Regions from separate parts of the Danio rerio genome. Here region 1 is linked to region 2. A link is a contact called in public Hi-C data. All regions are on one chromosome and are shown on one strand. The core of a region is the stretch at or near the end of the contact, and the rest is flanking DNA. Distances in the headings are between cores, read along the strand shown.

Evidence for each region. Hi-C and Micro-C count contacts between places; a contact is called where the count stands out from the background.
Region 1: a Hi-C map of hematopoietic stem cells shows a contact between it and region 2, with 6 times the contacts expected there. The contact joins the promoter of cpne4a here to the promoter of nek11 in region 2. A contact is called at or near these places in 5 of 18 Hi-C or Micro-C datasets (caudal fin, embryo, hematopoietic stem cells and 1 more) and 1 of 4 datasets of contacts at active chromatin or transcription factors (caudal fin).

Annotation. Positions count from the first base shown.
Region 1 is chr16:45,884,689-45,892,043 of GRCz12tu, reverse strand. It overlaps cpne4a (copine IVa), which reads left to right and starts at 5,225. Exons shown (of 17, transcript XM_073926510.1): 1 at 5,225-5,533; 2 at 6,286-6,388. It overlaps cmtm6 (CKLF-like MARVEL transmembrane domain containing 6), which reads left to right. Exons shown (of 5, transcript NM_001044756.2): 4 at 836-934; 5 at 2,217-4,261. The coding sequence ends at 2,378. It also overlaps a transcript of si:dkey-11p23.7 not described here.
Region 2 is chr16:45,586,780-45,593,984 of GRCz12tu, reverse strand. It overlaps nek11 (NIMA-related kinase 11), which reads right to left and starts at 3,399. Exons shown (of 18, transcript XM_073926501.1): 1 at 3,369-3,399; 2 at 2,807-3,009. The coding sequence starts at 2,982. It overlaps sc:d156, which reads right to left. Exons shown (of 7, transcript NM_001122612.2): 5 at 7,026-7,104; 6 at 6,451-6,542; 7 at 5,910-6,273. The coding sequence ends at 6,216. LOC137487957 (a long non-coding RNA gene) reads left to right here and starts at 6,840. Exons shown (of 6, transcript XR_012392454.1): 1 at 6,840-7,205.

The DNA.
Region 1 (7,355 bases), core at 3,976-6,475, 300 kb before region 2:
TCTGCTGTGTAAAACATATGCTGGATAAGTTGGTTGATAAAGGGACTAAACTGAAAGAAATTGAATAGATGAAATAAATGCATATTGTTCGTAAAACTACTACTATTACTATTATTATATGTTATTACCAAGTCAAATCTGTTTTACTCTAAAAAGAGTATTTAAATGTATATATTTAAACAAATATGTAATACAAATTGTATATAAAATGTATGTATATGTATATAAAAATGTATATGTATATATGGTTGAAGTCAGAAATATTAGCCCCCTTTTAAATATTTCCCAAATGATGTTGAACAGAGAAAGGAAATTTCAGTCTTTATTGTTTTATTTCGGCTAGAATAAAAGCCATTTAAATTAAAAAAAAAAAAACATTTCAAGCTCAAAATTTTAGCCCCTTTAAGCTATATATTTTTTTGATAGTCTACAGAGCAAACCATCGTTATACAATAACTTGCCTAATTAACCCAGTTAAGCCTTTAAATATCACTTTAGACTGTATAGAAGTGTCTTGAAAAACATCTAGTAAAACATTATGTACTGTCATCATGGCAAAGATAAAAGAAATCAGTTAGCAGAAATTTAGAAAATGAGTTGGTAAAACTACTGTTTAGAAATGTGTTGAGAGAATTTTTCTGTTAAACAGAAATTGGAGATAAAATAAACAGAGGGGCTAGTAATTTATGGGGGCTAATAATTCTGACTTCAACTGTGTATGTATGCATATGTATATATGTGTGTGCGTGTGTGTGTGTGTGTGTTATGAATTGAGTTTGAATCAAAATGGTTATAGAAAGCTATAATATAATGCTGAACCTGTTTTCCCCCATAGGATTTTACATACACATCAGGCATGGCAGTCATGTTCCTCATTGCCAGCATTGTGTTTGCAGCAGGCAATGGTCGGACGGGCTTGGAGCAGGGTGCAGTGGTATGATAATGTTATATTTTAGTGTTATTGCTAACCATCTTAACCTGTTTTATTGTTGTTTTTAATTTTCATAATTTAATTGCCACTTTAATTTTTGAAATAAAAAACATACAGTAATATGTACTTTTTAAATGTAAAAAAACTTCTCTCTCTCTTCATACTCTTCATAAAAAAACTCTTCATAAAGCCGGCGTATCAGCGCGCTTCTACACTGAAAACATGATTCAATTCGCGCCTTCTGATTAGTTCTTGGGATATAGCAGCTTTTGCTGTCAAAGACAAGTGGCGTTTAGTGGCTTTTGCCAACAAACTGTTATTTCTGAATGTGCCGATGCTGGAATTTGGATGATTAGAAGCAAATCTATTTGGTGAACATGTACTACGTGCCTAAAGCATTCGCTCAATGTCATGATGTCATTTTTGGCGGAAGTGGTGTTTAGAGGCTTTTGCATCTGAACTCTTCAGATAGATAGATAGATAGATAGATAGATAGATAGATAGATAGATAGATAGATAGATAGATAGATAGATAGATAGATAGATAGATAGATAGATAGATAGATAGATAGATAGATAGATAGATATGGTACATATATGTTGTAGTTGTATGTGCATACTTGATTTTGTTTCTGTTTTTTTTTGTTTTACAATTTTTTCTGTTTCAGTTTTATGATAAGTTAAACATGATTGTGGTTAATTTGTATTTTAGCTGATATGACAACACTTCTTGTTAACAGTTTGTCATAAAACTTCCACACTTCTATTTATTTAAAGGGGAAAAGAAACCTCTTTGTGACTTGTGTAAGAATATTTGGTTACACTTGCATTTGACACAATTCATGCTATAAACTACTGGCTTATTACGTCATTGTTACGTTATTAATTATTTATTAGTAGTGATAAAGTATGATTTTATTCTGCATCCCCAATCCTATCCAAATCCTTAACCTAACTTCTACCTTACTAACTATTAATAAGCAGATAATTATTAAGCTAGTAGTGTTAGTTAAGAATGATATAAACAAAATGTATTAATATTTTAATAGAATGTATATTTTAAATGATATTTTAATAAGGAATTTTTCAATATCATTGATCAAACTAAAGGATCTTATATGACTTTTTATCAGTGTTGTTACCTGTATTTTTTGTGTAATGCATGTTTGTTAAGAAACCATTGTGATAGTAACTCATAAAATAAATATTTATTACTGATGTAGCCATGAATATAGCCAATGCTGCTACTGTTAGCTAACATTCAACTGTCTTTTCTGTATTTCAGGCATTTGGCTTCATGTCCACGATAGCCTTCTTTGCAGAAGCTGCTTACTTTGTGAAACTGCATGGTATTCCGTGCCTTAAGAGAAACAATCTACCAGCAGACGCAACACCAAGACAACCAGAGATTGAGAAACTTAATGCTAATGGAGCAGAATCTGCTTGAGGCCTGGTAGCGTTTTCACCAGCATTCAAATCCAAAAGCAAACAATTTTTTATAAATATGAATTATTTTTACCCAAAGCAAAAAACGAAAAAGTCTTAATAATTCCATTTCAGTCAGTTTTATTCTGGCTTTTTTTGTCCAGTTTTATATTGTGCCTAAACGTTTTGCCTTTGTATTACATAAGTCTTAATTTCACAGGTAGTATTTTAACATGGAATCCTTGACCATATTTTTACTGTACACAAATGAAGTTATCATGTCATGTCACAAGTGAAGTTATCACTGTTTTTGTGTGTGTTCTGTGCTATTTCGGACATAAACTCTTAAGCATTAACGAGTACAAAAATATGCACTGTACTCCATTATAGAGTACTACTTTTCTGATCTTTGAAATACTTTTATATGCATGCCTGAAGTAATATATTTTGGAGAAAATCAGGGTTTGATCATGTTGAAAATATCAATTTACTATTGTCTGCTTTTCAGCGCAGGAATTTGAATATAATGTTGATTTAAGAGGATAAGAAAATTATATATATTTTTTAACACTTGGGACAGGCAGTGGTATATTAACCAATAAGCGAGGTAATCAGCCGCTTGGGGCGCCAGTAAATCTGGGGGCCCTCAATAAATACCTAGAAATATAAATTATACCCATAAATTATATGACATCGTTTTTTGTTATATTTTGTATGGTGAGGGTCTAACAACGATAGATTTAGATATAGAGATAGATATTTTGACATAATTATTACATTGATTATTCCATCTGCGCAAAGTTGTCCCCCACATCTCTCTCATGGAGCAGTCCAGCAGTCAAATCAGGTAAATATTTAGTTTTAAAAACAACATTCCTTAGACATTTAGACATAATAAATACATTTCTTTATTATTTTTTAAGTTCTGAATTCAGTTTAAGGAAGCAAATAATTTAAATATATAGCGATTGCATTGCGATTAAAAGGTAGAAAATTAAATTGAGTGAAAAGTATATTAAAAATAAACAAATAAAAGTACATATTGTGCATTTACGGACTGTTGGGCCCCATGGCTCGAATTGTTTGGGGCCTCCAATCACAAAACCTGCCCCTGGGGACAGGTAAATATTACACTGAATACATACACACACACACACACACACACACATACACACATACACACGTCGTCCTTAAGTCAGTTATACTGTAAAAATGTTTATTGAGCTGAAGAAATGAATGTGGCGAAAGCAGGACAGCATTGTTTTGGCCCTGTGATGATCATGTTTCGCTGTACAGTCATACAATTGTTTGTTTTTATTGAATCAATCTATCATTTTTATATTGTGTGGAACTCGAAATGTTGTATATTTTCTTCTGTGCTTGATCTTGTTCCATGTGAGCCCAGATTGTGTGTAAGATAGCGTGCTGATGCTATGAATATGAAGTGTTAAACTGAATGCATGTCTTACAGGTCTTCTTTTTTTATTGCGAGGTTTGTGCGTTTAGGCCCTGATGTGTTTGTTTAGATGCCCGAGGAATTAAACGGACTGCAAGTTTTCCAAGACACTAATCTGCCTTACGCTTTAACCCTCCTGTGCTTTACGACTTGACTGCTGCTTTCTGTTAATTGAGCGTTGTGTATATTTTACAATCTAGATAAACTGAACAGTAAACTTATAGTACAGTAGCCACTTTCTCCTTCTGAAGATTTGAATCGAGTGTCTTGTTAAGTTGCCAAGGATTTTTATATTTTTAAAAAGCAAAGACATTTGACAAAATTGACATAGTTTGAATACCAGCATTGTTTCTACCTTTTAAAAGTCACATGGAACATTTTACAGCACTGTATATGAAACCATCTCTCCATTCAATTTAAGCAATAAATAGATCATGGGCTTAAGAGAATCAGACTCCTGGTTTTATGTGTGCCCTGTTTGGAAACATGCTTGATGATAAAGGGGTCATTTAACCAAAAATCAGCAAGTTTGGCCACCCTTAAGGCCTTTTCTCTACAGTAGAGCATTAAAGGTGTTCAGTTCTGGGTTCCCTGCTTTTTATCATCTTTTTATTACTTGGTTATATTTTCCACAAACAGCAAATTACGCAGCGGATGCCCTTCCAGCTGCAACCCATCACTGGGAAACATCCATACACACCCATTCACACACACACTGCGGACCGTTAAATTTATCCAATTTACCTACAGTATACCACATGTCTTTGGACTGTGGGGGAAACCGGAGCACCCGGAGGAAACCCATGCAAACACAGGGAGAACATGCAAACTCTACACAGAAAGGCCAACTGACTCAGCTGAGGCTCGAACCAGAGACCTTGCTGTGAGGTGATCGAGCCACTGCAGCACCATGAAGCCCGGCTTCCCATCTTTCAGAATTAATTATAAAATACTTCTCACTTTTAAAGCCATCCACAATTCTCCATACCTTAATAGTCTTGTTCATATCGCCACACCTTCTCAGACACTCCTTTTCTTCAATTAACCTCACTGTTCCCTATGTCCGCTTTGTCACCATTGGGAGCAGAGCCTTCAGCCACTCAGCTCCTCAGCTTTGGAATTTGCTTCCTCGTTATCTCCGTAATCTAAACACAATTTAACAATTTAAATCTAAATTTAAACACATCTGTTTAGAACAGCCTACTCTCTTTAACTCAACTGCACTTTTTAAAATTGTATTCTATTGACTTTTCTATTGTGTTTTTATTTGAACTGACTGTTCTTGTCTTGTACGAGGATCTTAAGTGTCAAGAAAGGCGCCTTTAAATAAAATGCATTATTATATTAAAGAAGATTTTTGTTTTTTAATGAAATGCCAAGTTATGAAATGCCTATATAGCAATGCTGAACTAATTGATGCAGAGGTCTTATGCAAATCAGTCTGTTCACGAAGCATTCTGTTATTACCTTTAGTCTATTTACAGCATTATCTATCGTTTTTACCTATGGCAAACATTCCAGGATGCATTGTTAGCTACTACGAGCATGAGTTTTATTTAGCCTCTATGTTGTTTTCACCTTTAAAATGCCAACAGCCACTGACTTCCAATTTATGAAATTTCAAGGACCTCAATTTCATTTTAAAATCTTTTTAAATGATCTGTTAAAGAAAAATATAATCATTTACATCTTCAATGGTTTGATAGTGAGTAAATTATATAGTAAGTATACTTAATGCAACTTTCTCTTCAAAGTAAAAAAAAAAACCTGTGAATTCTATAATATTCAATCTACTCAGTGTGGTTATTTGGGTCAGTCACATGACTAAAGACTTCTATATTAAAATATTGGAAGAGTTAGTTTCTTCTGTAGATTAATATACAAATAAATGAACTAGGGCTGCACAATATATCATTTTAGCATTAATATTGCAATGTCCGTATTCTCAGTAGTCACATCGCAGGATATGCAATGGTAAGTTAAGATTATATTTGATCAACAATTGAGGATACATGAGATTTTTTTGAAGTCATTGCAAAAATTAATCATTTGCATGTGACTTAAAGGCATATCAGGTGGGTGTGAAGCATTCGGGCACTATAACGTGTGTTACTTTAATGAAGAACACATGTAGTAAATTATTTGATACAATGACTATACTATACAGCGTTTTTACATTTCATTATTCAATTTCTGTACCTGAATACTGTTTGACTCTCTGGAAAAGACAAAGACTATTATACCATAACTATTTATTTAACTTTTTTTCTCTACTCCGTTTTAACTATTCTTGCAATTTGTTCATTATTTTTATACATGATTCACGGTTAATCTAAATTTATGATTTTTTTACTCTAAAATATAGGCTAGCTAATCAAAAAGAAAAATATATATATATCGCGATGTCAGATGTTCTCGTACAACCCTAATATGAACGTTTATTGATATTTATGTAATGCTCATTTGTCTTTAGGAAGCTGAACCATTTCCCCCAAAGCTAACACAAGATGTCGCTGCTTGCAAAGTTACCGTCAACAAATGTCTGAACACGCCGTTGAAAATCACGTTTACCTCAGGTAAGACATCCGTTATTGTTTTGGTTTATTGGCAGTTTTGAACGACATTTTATGTTATATATTTCCTATAAAGTACATATTTTACAGCAGGACCCATAATTTATGAACGAAAAAAATAGGCAGTTATAGTAATGTACATTTAGCCTAGTGTTTTAACCGGCTGCTATAGTAAAGTGTATGTGTATTACTAAATTAGCATAGGCTAAGTTAACGTACAGTATTATTGACTAACGTAACAGTGAACAAAATACACTTAGTTTTCACTAACTTTACAGTAAACTCTGGTTTACTGTGTACTATACAGTAATAATACTAGTTGCAGAAATGCTAGCACAGTTGGTTACTATAAGTTAGTTGTAGGCTATTACCATAGCAGTTTTATAATTACCACAAAATATTATTTCAAGTACTTTACTATAAGTTAGTATGGTTCACAATCTATAGTAAGACCTACTTACTGATTGACCACCTCTAATGTTTATCTAAAACTTGACTAGCACAAAGATCACACCATTTTGGATGGTAACATTATGGCGAGTTATCTTAAAAGCTTTATAGGATGCACGATTGTTTACATGCTAGTTTGGGTATAAAACCAACTTTTAGTCTGATTCGGTGATCTAGTTTATTCGTTTTTAACTAAGTTAACCAATCAACCTGGAAATCCAGCCAGTTGGATCTGAACACCGACCGACAACCATCGTTTGTTTAAATTTATAATTTTAGCAAGGATATTTAATATCATGGTGCGTAATTGAAACACTTAAAGCGTACAATACATTACAAAACGCTATTTTGTGTGTACATGCATTGCACATTATTTAATTAGTAACTAACGAGTTGCTTTACCTGTAGTTCCTCCCCTCAAAGTCCGCGTACCCGCCGAAAGAGTGAAGCGCGTGAAGGGGAGGGACCCGCGCGCCACATGAACGCGCTGTACTTTACTTTCACTCATCTGCACAGCGGG
Region 2 (7,205 bases), core at 2,150-4,649:
CTGATCTGAGAGCAATATCCTCATAACGCAAGACATGTTGGGTTTAATTTAGTGTGGAAGCTTCCCTGTGAACTGAACCTTAGTTGGAAAGACGTAATATTGCCAAGATCACCAAAGCACCTAATGCCTCCTGAAATAATGACTCACAATTTCCTTTTTTTCTTTTCTTATCTTATCTTTGTTGCCAAAGCAAACCTGCCTGACTGCAATCCCCTAGATAAGCAATAAATCAACTTTACATATTTCACAACACATCCAGATGATACCAGTAAAAACTCCCCTCAGGACTCGCATTTATTTCAGTGACACACCATTTATTTTATCTGAAAAATAATTGTAAAAATCTATATAAAAAATAAATATTTAAATGACTAACCAGTTAAAACTTAATTAAACATAAGAGTGTTAAAATGATATGAATAGCATAAATATTGCTCTCTAATAAAATCATAATACTGAATTTGAAATTATAAGGAATAACACATACTTTATGCTGTAAGTAACATGGACATCCATCTGCAAGCAAAGTAATAGTGACTAGTTTTTAGATGCAGAGATCAAGGCTGCTCTCAAGTGGACAAACTGTGAACTTCAAAGAATAAAAAATCTTTTGAAATCATTTCAATTATTACTTAAAAAAACTAGATTAAGCAAAATTTCTATTTTTTTAAAACTGAACGATTTCTGAATAACGTGTGACATTAAAGACTGATATAATTAGTGCCAAAAAATCAGCTCTGCTATCATAGGAATAAATGACTTTTTAGAATAATACATGAGAAACTGACTATTTATGAGATTGTATAAAATAAAATGATGCAACATCCACAGGGACTTTATAATTAGACATTTTATAAATAATCATAAGACTTGCTGTTGGCTTCAAATAGACACATTATTAAGACGTGTGCATGTGTGGGTGTGTGTGGGTGTGTGTGACTGTGTATACGGTTGAGGGATACTATATAGTGCATACTATATGTGGGTACTGGAAGATTGCCTAAACACATGCAGTTACTCTTCAGTTCTTCAAACACCAGAAACTCGTATTAACAATATGTCATGTTTTCCACAAAGTGGTCATAATTTATGATAGTAAACTATACCATATTCTTTGTTTAGACACAAATTGCATTTGATTATCATGATGACCCTATTTACGTTGACCACTACAGAAGAAACTGCTTCCAAGTTCTCTGAATTTGCCAACAATAAGTATGTGTTCTGAAACAAACGTTCAGCTGTGTTTTATTTTATACTGATGTCTTATACTGATATTGTTTTCACACCTTAAATATTAGAAAAAATACAGTTGAAATCAGAATTATTAACCCCTTTGAATTTATCTTTTTTCATTATTTCTCAATTGATGTTTAACAGAGCAAGAAAAATTTGACAGTAAGTCTGATAATATTTTTTTTCTGGAGAAAGTCTTATTTGTTTTATTTCGGCTAGAATAAAAGCAGTTTTTATTTTTTTAAATGCCAATTTAAGGTCAGAATTATTAGCCCCTTTAAGCTATATTTTTTCGATAGTCTACAAACCAAACTATCATTATACAATGACTTGCATAATTACCCTAACCTGCCTAGTTAATCTAATTAACCTTGTTAAGCCTTTAAATGTCACTTTGAGCTGTATAGAAGTGTCTTGAAAAATATCTAGTCAAATTATATTTACTGTCATCATGGCAAAGATAAAATAAATCAGTTATTAGAAATGAGTTATTAAAACTTTTAATTTTAGAAATGTGTTGAAAAAAATCTTCTCTTTATTAAACAGAAATTAGGTGACAAAATTAACAGGGGGGCTAATAATTCTGACTTCAACTGTATGTTTACGCAAATAGACCTATAAACATGAGCATACTGACAAAACAAAAATATGTAACAGCCTAATTGTTTACATTTATTTATTAATTGGTTTAATTTAATATGAATCGCACCCAAAGAGACACAGTTGTGGCCTGTATTTAGTTTTAATGTATATAAGGGCCATAAAGGAGTAAGAAAGTTTAACCTTGTGCCATAACATTTACATTTGCATTTAGTCATTTAGCAGACGCTTTTATCCAAAGCGACTTACAAATGAGGACAAGGAAGCAATTTACACAACTAAGAGCAACAATGAATAAGTGCTATAGGCAAGTTTCAGGTCTGTAAAGTCTAAGAAGGGAAGTATTAGTAGTATTAGTATTTTTTATTTTTTTATTTTTTTTGGGTACAGTTAGTGTGATATTCAGAGAGGCAATTGCAGATTAGGAATTCTGCAATTGCAGATTAGGACATCTGTCTGCTGCAGCTAACGCTATTGCTGTATCGTTAATCTAAGGTAAACACCCAGAGGTTGCAATCCAATAAAAAATGGCTTTTTATTTGTTTTATTTCTATTCTTTTATGTATTAACTACTATTTCCATTTTCTGTTGGTTATTTATATGGTTATTTATTAAGGGATTAATTCAAATTAAATTTAACAAATGAATGAATGCTCTAGTCTAAACAACAATATTCTTATTTCAAATTTTATTATTACTGCGATTTTATTATTGCTTACAACTAAATATTTACTATTTTACTAAATAAACCACGACTGATGAAAAATACAAAGAACTAAATGACTATTTATAATATTTTTACAGCTATATTGTTAGTAAATAATTATTTTCTTCCATGATGTTTTATTGCAGTGTTAGAGACATTATAGGGTTAAAGGCAGCTGTGTAAACGTGAAGTCCTTGGAGGAAGATTCAGGACCAATCACAGCTTTAAAAGGACATAATTGTTTTGAAATACTGCAGGACTTACAGTCTCTCCTCCGCCACTGCCTTTGTGTCTTTAACAAGATACACAGTGCCGAAGCTTCCCTTCCCGAGTCTCTGCTGGATGATGTATCTGTTCGCTATCAGGCTGCACAGATCAGGAGATGTTTCTGATTCTGGATGACAGTTTGTTTGGCCTGGACGCTCACGAAATCTGGGCATTTTAAGCCGGGAATTTAACGCAGTCAGCTGAGGAGATAAAAGTCGAGGAGAGTCAACAGAGAAACGCTCTCGTGACGTCATTGCTTTCTCACCTCTTTATTTATTTACGTGTTTTGGTATTTGAAGTTCATGAAAAGAAAACATAGAAACACCACTCATTTAATTCATATGAACAAACCATAAGCTAGTCGCAGTTGATTACATCTTCTAGCAAAAAACAAAATAACTATAAAAACAAGATTACTTGATGAAGTTCAGGATTTGATATTGGAGACGCATAGCGAAGACACAGAATAACATAAAAAGCTGAATTGAATTCAAATTCTAATTAGTTTTCTCTATGTGAATTGTGTATTAGCTAACGTTGATGATTTGTTTATCCTCACCTGTGCGTCGGAAGTTTGCTTGACCACATGTGCTCAACTTCCCGTGTTACGTTGTTGTTATGGGAACTGTGCAGTCGCACTATTCTCCTTAAGATGGCGCTAATGTGCACTGCTGACTGTAAGCTAAATTTTGCCAAGTGGTGCTCACTGCAGAGCCACTTGACTTGGGCAGAGCTGAGCTCCAGCAAGGGAAAGCTTGAGCTCCAGCTCCTCCTTCCTTGCGCTTCTTCTTTGAGTGATGTAACTAGGGGAAGTGGGTTAGGGGTGGGGTGGGTGTACGCATTAAAACAGCTTATAGGAGGAGAGAGAGCTCAAGCTACCCCTCGCTGGCCATGGTGCTGTTGTATTGGTCTTATAGGTGGTTTTGTAGGTTAGTTTTGTAACTGTTTGGTAAAGGGTCATAAGATATGTTGGTTATAAACACTGTGAACAGTTTTTTTTTAAATATATAGCTTCAGTATTTAAAAAAAAAAAAAGTAATTCAGTGTTACATGTGCATTCCTGCGTTGCGTGATTATTAGCATTTTTCCTCTAGTCTTCTTTCTCTCTCTCTCTCTCTCTCTCTGTGTGTGTGTGTGTGATAAAATGAAAAAAAAACTCCGCAATTACTTTTTATTTTTTAAAATACATAATTTTGTGTGGGTTTTTTTTCAACAAATCAGTGACATCATTTGAGAAGTTGGCCATTAAAGTGTTAAAATCCTGTAAATTTTCTAAACAATTTAGTAGTTTGAATCAGGGCTGAGGTTAATTAACAGATTTATGCAAAACAATTTGATAAATAAAGGGTTGTAAATTTGAACAGTGCACTAGGGTTTAAACCCTACATTTTCCATTGCTTAAATATTTTTTTTATAACAATACATATATAAATAATATTACATATATTGTAAATAGTACTTTGCAAATACTATTACAATACATTGAGTTCTACAAATGCTTTTTAGATACTGAATTACAATTCGTTTTTAAATACTTCAATACTGAAGCTACATTTTCAAAACTGTTTACACAGTGTTCATTACTAACTTCTCTTATGACCCTTGACCAAACAGTTACAAAAGTAACCTTCAACACCACCAAAAAAACTAACTCAGACCAACACAACAGTTCAAGTAGCTACATCTGAAAATAAGCTTGTTTCACCAAACCACTGACAACCATTCTCATTCAGAAAACACACATTTCATTCATAACGCATTGACATGAAACACAAACAACAGAACATTATAGAAATTACATTTTATTTTTGAAGTTTGAATTAACTTTCACATACATCAGTATGTACAGTAGTTGTATATTTACCACATTTTCACTGTCTTAAATGTGCTTAATTATGATTGATAAGGAGGAAACAAATCGCAGCAATTTGATGTAAAAACACAGTTTTTCTCAATCACTTTAGACTATTCTGCAAATGAAACATGCAAGCACCGGATCACACAACAAAATAATTCCTGTCATGTAGCAACAAATAATAACTTGACTTAGTTGATAGTTGATAGGTGATTATTTGGAAAAGTGGCAGAAGGTAAAATTTTTTATGAATCATGTTGATCTGCATCCCAATCATCACAAATACTGCAGAAGACCTAATGGAACCCGCATGGACCCAAGATTCTCACAGAAATCAGTCTTGTTTCAAGTTTGGTGAAGGAAAAATCATGGTTAGGGATTAAATTTAGTGTAGGGGCCTGCAAGAGATCTGCAGAGTGGATGACAACATCAACAGCCTGAGGTATCAACACATTTGAGCTGCCCATTATACATTACCATCCACAGGAGAGACAAATTCTTCAGGAGAGCGCTCCTCATACTTTAGCTTCCACTGGTGTCTCCACCACAATATTCTTAAAAGCAAAGAAGATTAAGGGGTTCCAGGATTGGCCAGCCCAGTCACAAGATATTAACATTATTGAGCATGTCTGTGGTAAGATGGAGGAGGAGGAGATGAAGATGAATCCAAAAAAATATTGGTTACTCTTGATTTTTTATTCTTGTCCTGCAAGAAAGCTTTCTTTTCCATTCCAGATGACTTTATTAATAAGTTATTTGAGTCATTGCAGAGGTGTCTGGATGCAGTCCTCCAAGCTCAGGGGAGTCTTACACTATATTCATTCTTTTTCCACTGCACCATGACTTTATATTTTATACATTTAGAAATGAGTTATTAAAACTATTATGCTTAGAAATGTGTTGAAAAAAAATCTTCTTTTATACATTTGTACATTATTTCTGTTAAGTGACAATACTTTTGCCTAAGCAAAGTCAGACCTTACTGTCCTGATTAAATAATTAAAAATCAAGCTTCAACTCCTAACTCTTACTTTAAATTAAATGGCACAAGATGATTTTATCAGTCTAAAAATGCTCAGAAGAATTTAATTAATAAAAGTAAGGAAATCTGGTTATTTACGTTTGGATTCCTCTGATATATCATATGAAAGCTAATGCAGGTCAGCCGTGATCAATCATAAACACGGGAACCTCTTAAAACTAGTTTACAAATAAACTTCACAAAATGCTTTTATCAGTCTAAAACAATGTTCATAATAATTTAATGTATGTTTGTACAAGAAAAAAAAAACTATACATAGTCATATGCTTCCTCTGTTTTTTAAAGAAGTTTTTATCTGTCTTGCTAGGAAGTTTCCATGAATGCGTTGCTTTCTATTGTCACTTTTCTTCTTTATTAGTTGCTTCAAATATAGCAAAACAAGACTGACACTGAGAGAGGTGTTGATGATGTCAGGTTTCCTATCTTTGAAGGACATGTTTGTATTTCTTTTACACACACACACACACGCACACACACACATGCACACATGCACACACACTCTTATCACATCAAGCAGTCTTCACTGCGCTGTAAATGGATTCATTCTGCTCCTCTGTGTTGGCAGATCTATAAATAAAGACGATCAATTCAGTCAAATACTGTACTCATATCACTTTGCACAGCTTCGAAAAATAAAAATAGTGTCACATTATCTCCATATCCACTGATCCATTTCTTAAAACATTTAACATTTTTTTTAATGCAATACCTTTAAAAATCTGATCGTAGTAATTAAAGACTTACATTTGTTTTTGGGATTTAACGTCGATTTCTTTGGGTTTAACGGTGACACACGTATACAGCACTTCATCTACCTTTGATTCATCCACTGCTTCCTGTGGGTTTGAGTGAGAGGTTGAGTTACACTTTATCACTGTCCTGCTTATTTTTATGATAATAGTACATAATAAAGCTTTTCTTTTCATTCACATTTTCATTCTGAATAATGAATTTACAAGAGGAGCATAAAACTTAAATTATGCATTTCAGTTGTTCTCTATTGCTTTGACTCAAATATTAAATGAATGATTTTTTTGTCATAAAAACAAGTTCAGATCTCTGAACATGTAGCTTCTTGTTCACATCAGATTGGAATTTCAAGTTGCAAATGCTTTGGCACATGTGTGTAAACCATAACTGAAGATTTTAGTATACACTACATGTTTTTCGCAGTCACTTTGGTACATTATACCATCATGCAAACATGCTAAAGCCAGTCTCTTGATCAAAACCTTCGTTCATCTTTCAGAAATAAATATCAGCGTCAATGAACACATCAGTGCTAGTTTTCATAAACATGGTTTTGCAGATATACTTACAGTTGCTTGACAGATGTTGTCATCCGAAACTCTGGTTCCTTCTCCTACTTCCTTTAGGTTTTTTTGAGTTTCTGCTTTGCTTCTAAAAAAAGTTAAATTAACGCACATCTTTGATAATCTCAGGATACACAGCAAATTCATCAGAGTTAAATTCTCGGTGTTGAAGCATTTCAGAGTAAA